2 separate regions of the Mus musculus genome follow, and region 2 is linked to region 1. The links are chromatin contacts, called in public promoter capture Hi-C maps. All regions are on one chromosome and are shown on one strand. Each heading gives the region's core, a stretch centred on a gene start, on an enhancer-like site or on the middle of the called end of the contact. The rest is flanking DNA. Distances are from core to core; before and after follow the strand shown. Region 1 has its middle 25 kb from the start of Gm33116. Region 2 holds the start of Auh (AU RNA binding protein/enoyl-coenzyme A hydratase).

The links. Promoter capture Hi-C pulls out the DNA fragments that hold promoters and counts their contacts.
Region 2: a promoter capture Hi-C map of hippocampal neurons shows a contact between it and region 1, with 2.6 times the contacts expected there. The contact joins the promoter of Auh here to the enhancer-like site in region 1. A contact is called at or near these places in 4 of 39 promoter capture datasets (the C10 cell line, hippocampal neurons, neutrophils and 1 more), 1 of 484 Hi-C or Micro-C datasets (pre-B cells) and 1 of 115 datasets of contacts at active chromatin or transcription factors (astrocytes).

The regions. Positions count from the first base shown.
Region 1 is chr13:52,258,063-52,260,575 of GRCm38.p6, reverse strand. No RefSeq gene overlaps it. Among named protein-coding and RNA genes, the nearest start is that of Gm33116, 25 kb to the right of the region's middle. Within about 2 kb of position 1,260, at least 13 of the 459 cell types and tissues checked have an H3K27ac peak or open chromatin away from gene starts, as enhancers often do. A contact at or near this core is called in hippocampal neurons, where this site is marked.
Region 2 is chr13:52,928,419-52,930,931 of GRCm38.p6, reverse strand. It overlaps Auh (AU RNA binding protein/enoyl-coenzyme A hydratase), which reads left to right and starts at 1,255. Exons shown (of 10, transcript NM_016709.2): 1 at 1,255-1,477. The coding sequence starts at 1,291.

The sequences.
Region 1 (2,513 bases), core at 11-2,510:
CACACACACCAAGTGCAATGAATTTGCACCTTGGTATGTGCAAAACAAGGATAGACACAGGAAAGAAATGCAAGCAGAGAAAGTTGTATTAGCCACGGCAGGCAAGCAAGCACAGAAGTGAGCTCTGATAGTGTTTGCTCTTGAACGAAGACAGGCTGGAGGCTCTGTTCAGGAAGACCGTTCACGTAGGAAGTGTTCCGGGGAAGGATACGTGCCTGTGCATGCTCGGTTGAAGACTTGCTCAGCATGGCGCCATCTTTTAAGAAGGAAGGATGACAGACACATTTGGTGACATGCTTAGCTCAAGGTCGTGGAGCACATATTTGTAAGGCTCACATGAGGGGCATGAACCCTTCTGGGCATGCTCACTTTGTGTAGTAGTTCCATCTGGAAAAAAGGAAAGACTCGATGGATGTGTGTCCACTAGAACTTTGCCTCTAAAGGTGCTGGCTCATGTAGAAGCTAAGAAAACTACTTGAAAACACAGATAACTCGCTACTTACCAATCAGATGTAGCAACCTCCCAACTTCTGGGAGTGTGAACTGTTAGGAGAATGCATCACAGAGAAAAGCAGAGAGTAAAAGCTTTTGGAGTCATCGCTTGTCCCATCCCTTCCATCTCAATGTTAAGTCTCAGATCAGCCTCTAACAGGGCCATGTAGTTTGTTTTAACTGCCAACTTGATACAACCCAGAATCACTTGTGACCGAGTCTTTACTAAAGAAACTTGTAGATCAGGTTGGCCTGTGAGGTTGACTTTGGGGAACTATTTCAACTTTTAATTAATGTGGGAAGACTTGTGAACAGTACCACTCCTTGCGTGGGGGTTCCTAGACTATATAAAATGACACTCACTAGGTGACAGCAGATGAGCAGACAGGCAAGCAAGGACACGTGGGTTTGCTCTCTCTTCTCTTGACCGTGGATGTGAAGCTATAAGTCTGTACCTTATTTGCCTTCCCTACAGTCGAGGCCTGTGACCCAGTGTTACAAGTCAAATGACTTCTTTCTCCCCCAGTCACATTTCTTAGAGTGTTTGCCTCAGCAACAGACCTGGAACGGGAACAAAGGTCTTCACTCCTTGTTTCTCCAGCTGCCACCTGGGCCTGTCACAATCAGAGAGCAAACCTGTGGTGTTCTATGGCGACAGAGACTAGGGGGATGCTGGGAGACGTCTAAGCACAGGCTGGTCCTGCTGCCTACTAAGCTCTGGCAGCGGCTCTCCATGCTCCCAGTGCAGCTTTCAAGCATCCATCTGAAGCTGAAGGCACAGAAGTTAAAATTTACAGCATGGAAAAACAGGGCAGAGAGGCAATTCTTTTGCCAGAGTCTGGTAGGCATTTCTACTAACTCAGATGCCAGTATTTCTCCACTTGGAAATAAATCAGAGTCTCGTGGGAGATCATAAACACTGCTTCCCACCTCCAAGGCAGCTCTAATTTGTAGCTGAGCGAGCAGTACAAGCCCAGGTAAATGGCCCTTGGCTGGGCCTTATGAAAAGTCGGTGTGGAAGTTTAAAAGAAAAAAACAAAACCAGCATATCATCCATCATTACCAGCAAAGACAAAAAGCAAAGCGACCCACCTTCCTTCCAGAGTATCAACAGCCTGGTGCAGTAGCGGGAGGTCCTCGGCCTGACCTGATGCTCATCTTAGCTGCTACCCCATTCCCCCAACACTTGCCTAAAGTCTCCATCACTATCAGCTCGGTGTTCATACGCAATCTGCACCAGGCAGGAGGTGGCTATTGATACGGTTAGGGATTGCCTTGAGCAAATAGCAGACAGGAAGCCACTTGAGGCAGAGAAGACTTCCTTATTTTAGCTCACGGTTTGAGGGGTTACAGACCTCCATCGAGCTGGGAATGGCTTGGCCACAGGTGACCCTGTGTTCAACCGGAACTCCCCACCTCCTATCTGGTGGGTCGGGAAATGGAGAACAGACTATAGGAACTGTGGCCAGACTAGAAACACTCAAGACCCGTTTGCTATAACCCACTTCCTCCTCCAGCGAGGCTCTACTTCCTAAGGGTTCCACAAATAGCGTGAGGGACCAAGTGTCCAACACAGGAGCCTGTAAGGGGCATTTCTAAGTTCACAACAACAGGGTAGGCAGGAAGTGTTGCAGAGCTCCTCCGGAAATGCAGTCTGCCTGGCCCCAGCCCCCAGGTGCAAGGCTACTAGATGAAAGGCTTGCTTGGGGTATAACACATAATTCATGCAAAAAAACAAAAAACAAAACAAAACAAAATAACCAAAACCTCCCTGGTGCCTCAGGCAATGGTACAAGGGGAACCAAAATTTGAGGTTTTTCTAGGAAAACCAAGGAGATGGAGATAGGGTGATTGCTGGAACTCTATGACCAGCCACTTAGCCTGCCTGGTGAGTTCCGGGATACTGAGAGACCTTGTCTCAGAACACAAGGTTGGTGACTCCCTTTTTCAACAGCTCTCGAGGGCAACCTGTGTCCTCCACACACATGCACACACAAAAGTTCATGGGCACTCCCCCCCCC
Region 2 (2,513 bases), core at 6-2,505, 670 kb before region 1:
TAGAAATTTCAAAACTAAGTTGGAGAAACAGTAACAGTAACAATCTCAACGCTTAGCGAAAGGAACATTGCGATTAGAAAAAAAGACACAATGTAACTTTCAAGAGCAACAACCTCCCCAGCGAGCAGACACTCAGGATTCCACTGGCTCTCTTCCGTTTGGACCAAAGCCAGCAGGCAGAACACCGAAGGGACATGTGCTTCGGACGTTGAAGGTAATTATACAGAATCTCTTTTTCTTTCTTTTTAAAATAGTGATTTCTTTTTCTGGGCTTTAGTGGTCTGCCTGCTTGTTTGCGTGAGGGTGCCAGATCCTCTGGAACTTGATTTACAGACAACTTTGTGCTGCCATGCAGGTGTGGGGAATTGAACTTGGGGGTCCTCCGGAAGAGCAGCAAGTGCTCTTTACCACTGAGCCATCTCTCTAGTCCTTATACCGGAATTTATATGGCCAGAGTGTAATTTGCTTGTCTGGAAGGACAGGGAATACTCTAAGGAGACATTCTATCTCTTCCTTTAGATTCAGACTAGGAAGGCTCGCTCCTCAGGGAACTGGAAAACCTCCACTCCCAACCCCCCCCCCGCCCCCCCCCCCAGTGGAGAAGGAAAAGCTTAAATTTCTCACAGATAGTGCTGGGTCAAAGATGAAAGGGACCACACATTAACTTGGGCCTGGCTATGCATGATTTTGGTTCTCTACTTCAACTTGTGTGAGGCTTCTGTCTAAAGATAAGTTCCTCCTCTGACTGGTCCTAAACTTCCCCATCTTCACCTGGGATTCAGGGAAGAGAGGAGGGAGTCCCCACTGTTTTTTTTTTTTTTTTTTTCTTTTTGAGACAGGGTTTCTCTGTCTCTGTCAGACCAGGCTGGCCTCTGCCTCCCAAGTGCTGGGACTAAAGGTGTGTGCCACCACCGCCAGGTGGGAGTCCCCACTGTTAAAGACCTTGTGGATTTTAACAATCTGATGATACACAGAGGAGGGGAACAAGGGTCTGTCTTTCGAGTATCTTCCTTCCTTCCGGGATGGTCAGTCACAAGCCTACTATGGACCAAGTGCATGGAGGCAAGACCCTCTTGTCCTCTTCATTTAAGCGTTTCCACACTTTAAAGATGCCTCTCCTTCTCTGAGCTGGCAAAACATTAATGCTACCCGGGCGGCCGAGGTAAAGAGTGCCTGGGAGGGGCCAGACAACGAGGGGCGGGGCCAAAGCGACCGACGCCTGTCGTGTGCGTGCGCGGCTCCAAGCGGGGGGCGGAGCCTGGCCGCGGGCGCCCGCTGTAAACATACAACATGGCGGCGGCGGCTCCAGGCGCTCTGGGCGCCTTGAGAACGGTTGGCGTCCGCCTGGTGGCCGCGTGCTGCGCGCGGCTCGGCCCCGCGGCCTGGGCTAGGGGTACCGCCCCGAGGAGGGGCTACAGCTCGGAGGTGAAGACGGAGGATGAGTTGCGCGTGCGGCACCTGGAGGAGGAGAACCGAGGTGAGCTGCAGGCAAGCGCGGGCGAGGCCGCGGAGGTCTGCCCCGGCTGTCACTGCGTCCCCGAGGGTACGGTGGCCTTCCGGGTTCAGCCTGCTCAGTGATGATGCTCGCGCCTGGGGTCTCTCCAGCCAAGGTCAATGCGGAGCGTGTAGTACAGGGCCAGGGTTGCTTCTTGCTGTGTAATAGCTCCCTGCTACCCCAGGCGTCAGTGCGAGAGTTGTAGGAGCTGCAGCGGGGATGCCTTTTTATTACTCGAGAGAAGCTTAAATTAGAAGCATTCTTTTGCACATATTATCTCGGAGAGTTAGTTTTGGGGGGCTGTTGCACTTCACTTAAAGAATTTTGAACGCTTTTTAAATTTTTTGCCTTGCTGAGCTCCGTGGGGGGTAAATAATGAGGCTATTCATCTTGCCCTTGGGCTGATTACAGTGGGAGGAGACAGATATATTAGTGCATGGCAAAGGGTGGAAAGCTATGAAAAGGTAAGATGCAGAGGAATATTGAGTTTCCTTTAGTTGCAGTGTCGGCTTAACTATAGTGATTGAGAAGGTGGAAGAACGTATTGCCCAAGAAGGAAGAGAGGACCACTGAATGCATTTTGACATCCATTTATTGGATGCTGGAATCTGTTAAGAAGTGGAAAATAAGTCAGTATGGCTGTCTTTTTAGAAGCTCTCCTGTGTATTGAAGGTCAGATGACGCTTGCTTCAAGGCTTGTTGAGAACCCCGAAATGCCTGCAGGGTTTATCTCTCACTGTTATAACCTAGGCTGCCCTGGAAGTTAAGATCCCCAGATTTAAGAGTGCTGGGATCACAGGGCTGAACCACAGTGTCTACTCCAAGGCATTCTGTAGGCAACACGAGACTGACAGTTCTGACGCAAAGTTCCCTGTGCTCCACCCATCGAATATATCAAGCAGAATGATAGGCACTCCATGAGGTGGTTGTGGAGATGGGAAGGATACTGTGTATTGAGGGTTGAGCAGCCTCTGCAGGGCGCTCAGAAGTATGCGGAGTCATTTTGTTTCTTGCACGT